Linked DNA regions of Zea mays: region 1 is linked to region 2. The links are chromatin contacts, called in public Hi-C maps. All regions are on one chromosome and are shown on one strand. The core of a region is the stretch at or near the end of the contact, and the rest is flanking DNA. Distances in the headings are between cores, read along the strand shown.

Region 1 (4,313 bases), core at 1,050-3,549, 200 kb after region 2:
AGGCGCCAAGAACTATAGTGGCGAAGGTAGGCGCCATAGATCTTGGCGCTGGCCCCCTTTAATACGGCCCCGCGTGTAATTTTCTTTTCCCTTTCCTCACTCTCCGTCCCCGTCGTTCGCCTGGCTCAACATGGCCGCCCCTCTCCCTCTCCGCGTCCCGCCATCGTCGCCCCTCTCCCTCGTCGTGACTTGCCATGGTCGTGGCTCACCATGGCCATGCCATGCCAGTGTTGGCCCGCTCCCTCGTTCATCGATGCGGGCTCGGTGGTCAGCGACGAGTGCAAGGCTGAGGAGCACGGGTGGGCGATGGTGGCGGGTGCCAGCGGCCTCACCACCGGAGGATGGCGCGGTCGGCGACGGAGGATGGCGCGGGCGACGCTGGAGAGTGGCCGAGCAATGGCCGTATTGAATAGAAGAGAGAGAAAGAGTAAAAAAACGTGGACCAGTATATAGAGGATAGAGGGTCGGCGCCAAGATCCATGGCGCCGACCCCCGCCACGTCACTATGCCACGAGGTTTGATCCCTCAGGGCCATGTCATCGATACATATGCGCCAATTGCATTGGCGTCAATACGTGTTAGGTTGGTGTCAATAGTGAGAGCGCCAACCTAAAGGTCCATATTCTAAATTCAAATAAAAAGAACCTATTTGTGAAAATAAAACACGAAAAGGGCTAAAATAGAAAAAAAATCGGTCGCGATGCAGACGCATCGTCGGTTTCACCGCCGTCACGCGCGCGTCTGTATGCGCTGCCTGGAGTCACTGCAAGCGGCAAGCGGCCAAAACATAAAAATTGGCGGCATCCGATCTCGAGACTCCGACGACGAGAGGAGGCTGCGCATGCTCGAGTCATATATTGGAAAAAAAACTGTAACTTAAAGTATGATCTATATATGGATTATTTGGATGGGATGTCATTTTCGTATCACCAACCAAAATTACAGTGTGGTCGTGCGTAGAAATTCTACCTACTAGCTAGCTGAAACAACGGCTGCTATGTATTACTACTGGTACTGGAAAGAATACTAGTCATTGACTCAAAATTAGAATGCATGTGTAAGTCATGCGTGCTAATTTGTTCTATATATCAGCATACGGCGAATTCCGAAGTCCGTACGTTGTTCGTGGAGCTGAGGAGGAAAACATCAGAAATGACAAAACTAGACGGTGTGTGCTTCTACACTGAATTCATCAACATCTGTTTTACTTTTACTAGAGAATGGCATCAGATGGAAAACCGCTGAAAAAACAAGAGAACAATTGGACCCCAAATATGTACAGACGCTAGCTAGCTATAGCCAGCCACTGAAGTTGACATGCGGCAGCTAGCTAGACACCTTCTCTGAAACACTAACATTTGTACCTTGGTCGTGTAAGTGTAGTTAGTAACGTATGTTGACGCGACTTACCGAACAAAAATATAATTGTCCCAATCAAGCTAGGGACGATTGTTTGTTTCCAAAATGTTGCCATTTGCTTAATCAATCCTATATTGATTCATGGCTGTTAAGGTGAGATAAAGCGACAAGAAATCTCTCTCTATATATATATATAAGATCCCGAAGGCTAGCGACATTTTTGATAGCAAAATATGAGAAGTTGGCAGGTTCTGGTAGCAAATCAAATAATATGGCCAGAATAATCGTGGCTAGCTTGATTAAACCTTCAGCTTGGTGTATTTTGGAAGTCGACCAACCAGCTGGGCCGGGGCTCGTCGTAGTACCAAAATTACAGCCTGCTTCCTTCGTCGTCCTGTACGTAATGCAGTACAGCTGTCTGTCTAGTAGAGACGATTTTGAGCAGGCACACACATTAAGTGATAACATAAAAGACGGCTTCATTTTATTTCATAACCAAACGATATGGTCAACACACACCTATAGCTACCAAATTTGTACAACTATTTAGTGCGAAAACTATTTCATTCTCAAGAATTGATCGCTTATATTTATTATTACAGGTTTTTAAATGTATAAATACGCTATATTGCATTGCATGGCAACAGGGGGTAATTAGCTAGGCAGGACTATATATATAATAGTTTTTTTTCTGTAAATTCTTGAAAGGATGGTGAAGTTGGTAACTAGGCACCTTACTTGTGCGCATATTTTTCTGTGGTCAAACAGAATAAAACTAGACGGGATGCAGAATATTTTTTTCCTTGGAAAGCAGCTCATCTCTGTGTTCGAGTACGTAATTGAAGAAGTATGTAATCGCACTACACCTACACGTATGTGCCGCCGTATCCGTCCTATATATATACGGGGTGCAATCACCTAGTTACCAAACACTCACACATAACGTATAGCTCTCTCTCTCTCCCGTGAACGACGACGTCGCTAATGGCGGTGGTTTATTACCTGCTGCTGGCCGGGCTGATCGCCTGCTCTCATGCACTAGCGGCAGGCACGCCTGCGCTCGGAGACGATCGCGGCCGTCCCTGGCCAGCCTCCCTCGCCGCGCTGGCCTTGGACGGCAAGCTCCGGACCGACAGCAACGCGACGGCGGCGGCCTCGACGGACTTCGGCAACATCACGTCGGCGCTCCCGGCGGCGGTCCTGTACCCATCGTCCACGGGCGACCTGGTGGCGCTGCTGAGCGCGGCCAACTCCACCCCGGGGTGGCCCTACACCATCGCGTTCCGCGGCCGCGGCCACTCCCTCATGGGCCAGGCCTTCGCCCCCGGCGGCGTCGTCGTCAACATGGCGTCCCTGGGCGACGCCGCCGCGCCGCCGCGCATCAACGTGTCCGCGGACGGCCGCTACGTGGACGCCGGCGGCGAGCAGGTGTGGATCGACGTGTTGCGCGCGTCGCTGGCGCGCGGCGTGGCGCCGCGCTCCTGGACCGACTACCTCTACCTCACCGTCGGCGGCACGCTGTCCAACGCAGGCATCAGCGGCCAGGCGTTCCGCCACGGCCCACAGATATCTAACGTGCTGGAGATGGACGTTATCACCGGTACGTGTGCACCTACTACTACTTTTCCCTCCCTTGCACAACCACACCAGCAAGCAAGCAAAAGCTTGTTTTTTTTTTACGTGCCAGTACACCTGCATCGACTTCTGTTGCTTGCCACGGGGCAACACCGTGTTCAATCAGCCGGATTGAAATTCGTTACCTACAATGCGAATCATATATTTATTTATTTATAGTATTATTAGTGGTGCATGGTGGTTAATGTCCGCGCTGCACCGGCCGGCCGCCCGCCCGGCCGGCGAGGGGCGGCGACGTCTTTAATAACTAGTCATAAATCAGCATGCATGCTGGCTCTCGCAGCGCTGATGCGTTGACATTGTGCCTTTGTTCGTTTCGGCTAATAGAGTTAAAATGCTGGGGCGTTGACTTTGTGGTGAACGCAGGCCATGGGGAGATGGTGACGTGCTCCAAGCAGCTGAACGCGGACCTGTTCGACGCCGTCCTGGGCGGGCTGGGGCAGTTCGGAGTGATCACCCGGGCCCGGATCGCGGTGGAGCCGGCGCCGGCGCGGGCGCGGTGGGTGCGGCTCGTGTACACCGACTTCGCGGCGTTCAGCGCCGACCAGGAGCGGCTGACCGCCCCGCGGCCCGGCGGCGGCGGCGCGTCGTTCGGCCCGATGAGCTACGTGGAAGGGTCGGTGTTCGTGAACCAGAGCCTGGCGACCGACCTGGCGAACACGGGGTTCTTCACCGACGCCGACGTCGCCCGGATCGTCGCGCTCGCCGGGGAGCGGAACGCCACCACCGTGTACAGCATCGAGGCCACGCTCAACTACGACAACGCCACGGCGGCGGCGGCGGTGGACCAGGAGCTCGCGTCCGTGCTGGGCACGCTGAGCTACGTGGAAGGGTTCGCGTTCCAGCGCGACGTGTCCTACACGGCGTTCCTTGACCGGGTGCACGGCGAGGAGGTGGCGCTCAACAAGCTGGGGCTGTGGCGGGTGCCGCACCCGTGGCTCAACATGTTCGTGCCGCGCTCGCGCATCGCCGACTTCGACCGCGGCGTCTTCAAGGGCATCTTGCAGGGCACCGACATCGTCGGCCCGCTCATCGTCTACCCCCTCAACAAATCCATGTACGTGTTGAATCGATCGGCTAGCTAGCTAGCTAGGCACGCCCCGGCCGGCCTCTGACTGGACCAGTCTTTCTGGGGTTTGGTTTTTCAGGTGGGACGACGGCATGTCGGCGGCGACGCCGTCGGAGGACGTGTTCTACGCGGTGTCGCTGCTCTTCTCGTCGGTGGCGCCCAACGACCTGGCGAGGCTGCAGGAGCAGAACAGGAGGATCCTGCGCTTCTGCGACCTCGCCGGGATCCAGTACAAGACCTACCTGGCGCG
Region 2 (4,613 bases), core at 357-2,856:
CGACAATATAAGGCCCCAATTTTTGGGCACCCCAAATTCCTGGCTAGAAGGTTTGAACAATTATTTTTTACACATTGTTGATCAAGCTATTATTTGTTGATTAAGGTTTGAGTAATATCATCAGGGTTACAATAAAATGATTGGATTTTTTGTTTACTTCACATAAGTTGTGCTCTTTAGATGACAAAAGTTTATTGTCTTCTTGTACTCAACTTGAGATGGCACTAAAGAGTGGCCAACATTCTGATGTCAACGGCAAGAATTTGCATATAGTGTTAATGTTCTTCCAAGATTTTATCTCTAACAAAGACATGGGCCCTCATGATATTCTGAAGTTTGTGAAGTGGTATTCTATACAAAATTTTGTTGACTATTCTGGTAACAGCTGCATCTGGAGAACAAAGTTTTCAAAATTGAAGTGGCTCAAGTCCCACATGCGCAGTACTATGACACAACAGACTCAATGGATTGACAACAATTGCACTTGAAAATGATGTTCCGGAGAAGATTAAATATGAGAATGTAATGGAAGATTTCATTTAAAAGAACGCCAGACGCAAGAGTCTCTCTACTAGAAGTTAAATCAGTGAGTGTGATACACCCTTCTAATTTTTAACGTTAATATCTATTGCTATCCTAAATAATGAGACAAACACAGTGGAATAAAATTTATGTTATATTTATCTCTATATAGTATAGTCTATATGCTTTTTTTTTTTTGCACTGGGGCAAAAACAGACTAGTTGAAAGTAATACCAGAATAGATACTGGACTATCATAATCCAGATGGCAGTATGGCACCCCTCACGATTATCACAATTTAATACTATTTTTTTTGCCACAATTCCTAATTACACCCTAAAATGAAGCAATTGTGCATCGTGGAGTACAATCGATACGTGTTTGACAATGGCAGGGGTACCTGATCCCGGATCCGGTGGCGAAGACGAGAACGTCGCGGGCATCAGATATCCTGGCGACATCAAATCCGCGGCCGACGACGCTGGCGCCAACATGGACAAGGTCGCCGGGGCGGAGGTCGCAGAGGCGCGCGGAGGGGGTTCCCGGGAGGCGCTTGACGAGGAATTCGAAGCAGGAAGGTGGCCCGGCTAGGGCTAGGGTCTCGAGCGCAGGTGGGGGAGGAGGGGATGCGATGGCGAGGAAGATGTGGTAGGAAGAGGCGGGGAGGCGGAAGCGGAGGAACTGGCCGGCGGCGGTGTGGGAGGCGAGGAGCCCCCGGTGCGCGGAGAGGTCGAGGGAGACGTGGAAGAGCGATGCGTCGGCGGTGGCAGGGCGCACGGAGGCAAGCGGAGCCTCGGCCCACTCAATTGGGGACTGGGCCGGGGCCGGGATCGGGACCGCGGAAGCGAGCGCGGCGGCGGAGAGGAGCCGGAGGTGGTGCGGGCGGAGTAGGTGGAGGCGACGCGGCGCGGAGCGCAGAATCATGGAGGGCGTCCCGCGTCCCCTCGAGCGGTGGTCGGCGATCTGCAGGGCGTGCAGGACTCAGAACAGGACACGGCGGGCGAGCCAGACGAGGAGGGCGAGGGACGGTGCCGGCGGCACGGATCTCGCTGCACTCCCGCGAGGCCGGAAAACCTTTTTTTTCCTGAGGCCGGAAAGCTGTTGAGGCGTACACCTTCAATTTCTCTTTCTCCCTCTTTTGCAGTAAAAAACAATAATGCACCGTTTGAATCATTGTAATTTAATTCCATTCTAATAATAGTAATTTAGGCATATATCAATTAAGCTAATTCGGTTTTATGTAAAATATATTTGTATATTATCATTAACAACATGTCAGAGATATTTATGTGCTACATTTTTACTATAGAAGAGTGAGACGAAAAATGTCATGTAAGTTATAGATTAGAAACCAATTCTAGTAATGCATAAAATCATTATCCCACCTTCCACCCCATTCATTTGAGATAGTCTTATATCTGAACTTTAGAAAGTGGTGGAATGTCAAATTCCTAACTAAATAAGTTACTTTATTGAGTGAATTCCAATTTCTCTAAAATGAAGGGATCTAAACGCCCCGTAATATCTTATTTAGGTGTAGATATTAGAACATAAAATTAGGAATTGGAATCGGTTTTATAAAATTCTATTGTTTGGTTTTAGAGACTCAATTTTCTAGAATTGTACTAAAACTAAAAACGCCATCTCTCAATACACACATCATCCTTTTTATGTTGCGTGGAATTAGACCACACAATTCCAAACTTTCAAATTTTTAGTGATATCTAAACAATAGAATTAGAAGTACATCTCATTTTAATAATATGATTGATTTAGTATTAAACCAAACTCACATGATAAAAATAGAAACGATTAGGTAACAAAAGAGAGAACAAGTTTCAAAAAGAAAAAATCCAGCAAGTGAGCCAAACGGCCTACCTCATGCTTCTATAGGTTCTCCTTCCACTTTTTATGTTTACGTAGTCTACCGCGATGAATAAATAATTTTCATATGTAGCATAATTAGCATCAGTATATATAATAAGCTAGTTTTAACGAACCTAACTGCATGACTGTTGAAAAGATCTTATATTTGTGGACGAAATAAATAATTGAAAATCATATTTTTGTTTCCATGCATGTCAATCCATTTCCTTTCAACTCACATTCTTGTCATCCTAATTTTGTGCACCTGCAACAGAAAATATATTTTGTACACAGTGTACCGTAGTGTATAAATACCTTTACCGTGTACTATAATTAGTCTCAGTATATATCATAAACTGGTTATAACGAGCCTAGATGTATGGTTGTTGAATAGATACTGTCGGAGAGGAAATTCTCCGACCGGGTGGCGGAACGCACCCGCCCTAAATCCTAAGATGAGGAAGGGGCCTAAGCGTTTTGCCTGTCGATCGGAAGGTGGTAGAACACACGAGGACACAAGAATTTAGAGTGGTTCAGGCCGCCGGAGCGTAACACCATACTCCACTGTGTGTTGTATTGAGTCTGTGAGCTTGCGAGCTTGTATAAACTTGTGAGTCTGAGAGTCTGAGTGAACCTGCCTTGTGACATCATGTGTCTTCCCTTTTATAGCTCAAGGGAGGCACATACAAGGATGCTGAGCCCCGACATGTGGGCCCAGGAACATAACAGAAGGAATATATTATAAGAGTAACTAACGCCTATGCAATCTCCTGGCGCCCTGACGTCCGCAGTCCACGCAGTATTGATACGCGGCGGTTGCTTCCTTGGTAACGCGCGAGTAATGATGAGCATAGTGCATGCAGCAGTATGGATGTACTGCTTGCCAATGGAATGGACAGGCACGCTGCCTGCGGAATGGACTGGTCGCCGCCTGCCAGCGGAATGGACATGGCTCAATAAATGCAGAGGCGACACATCGCCTGCCAGTGGAATGGACATGGCTCATTAAATGCTGAGGCGGCACATCGCCTGCCAGTGGAATGGATAGACGGCGCGCCTTATTCGCAATAAATGCAGAGGTCGCGCAGTCCCGAGGCCTTACGTCAGGCTCCGCTCGTTGGCTTACGTCACGTGTAGCAGGCCACGCGGCAGCATCGGGTCTCCGCCTGAGCGGGGAGCAGAAGCGTATACGATAAGGTCCAGACACGTGTCGGCTCCGGACCCCCGCCTGGCTTTGATCAAGGCCCAGGTATTCTCTGTCCCAGAATCCCGGGACCCTACTGTGAGTGGCCCGGACCCCACACGGAGGGGTCCGGATCCCATCCTAGGGGTCCGGTCAGCGCCCGTGGGGGTCCTGGACCTCACCCGGAGGCCCGGTCTGTATATACAGGGGTCCGGCACTTTCCCATGGGGGTCTGGACTCACAGATGATACCTTGGAGTATATCATCTTCTCTGGCCACGTGGCGGCCCCGGAACCATCCACGTGGTGGGGTCGGGTGCTGTTGTTGGCCCAGAGTAGTCGCCCGAGGCTGGGGGCAAGCCATGGTCTGGTCCCACACACAGCTCCTTTACCACGTGACTAAAGATAACCGAGTGGGTACTGCGTCTTCATAAAGTAGCAAGGGGTACCCCTGTTCCAGGGTACCGACAGTGGTCCCCGGGCCCACCTCAGGGGAGGATGCGAGCCTGCAGGTGGGGCCAATAGCCTGATTGGTAATTGGCTCGCCGTTTCCGTGCGTCTGCTGACGTACTATCCGTCAATCCGCCTTCGGGCACGCCAACTGCCATATCTGTCCCCGCGGCTGACTGACCCGTGGCCCCTACGCCTGGTGGTTTCGTCGGGCCACACGCAAGGTGCCTCGATACCGCTGCATTGGTTTAAAAAATCACCTTCTCTGTCTTCTGCCGCAGCCCTGAGGAAGCGCACTACCGGCGCGTGCGACAGTTCGCTTTTTCTGCACCCAGGAACCGGCGCCCAAGGAGTATGACTCGTGGGCCTGGGCCCTCGTGTCATAGACTGGGCTGTTGTTTCTTGCGGCGGAGATGAAGAGGAGTGCTACCGCGGGCGGCGGTTCGCTTTTCGAGCGCGGGCGGCGGTTCGCCTTTTCCACACCCAAAGTTCAGCGCACAATCCGTATGACTTGTGGACCCGGGCCCCCCGTGTCATAGACTGGGTTGCTTGGGCGTCTGGTGTGCGTCGGTCGGGATTTCCTGTAGCGTCTC

The links. A called contact is a pair of places that touch in the nucleus more often than the background predicts.
Region 1: a Hi-C map of leaf shows a contact between it and region 2, with 7 times the contacts expected there. The contact joins the promoter of LOC542585 here to the promoter of LOC100191350 in region 2. A contact is called at or near these places in 3 of 25 Hi-C or Micro-C datasets (ear, leaf and tassel) and 2 of 3 datasets of contacts at active chromatin or transcription factors (leaf and seedling).

Annotation. Positions count from the first base shown.
Region 1 is chr3:7,528,132-7,532,444 of Zm-B73-REFERENCE-NAM-5.0, forward strand. LOC542585 (cytokinin oxidase 1) reads left to right here and starts at 2,300. Exons shown (of 3, transcript NM_001112121.2): 1 at 2,300-2,959; 2 at 3,361-4,051; 3 at 4,143-4,313. The coding sequence starts at 2,344.
Region 2 is chr3:7,327,473-7,332,085 of Zm-B73-REFERENCE-NAM-5.0, forward strand. LOC100191350 (fruit protein PKIWI502) reads right to left here and starts at 1,607. Exons shown (of 5, transcript NM_001136784.2): 1 at 923-1,607. The coding sequence starts at 1,446.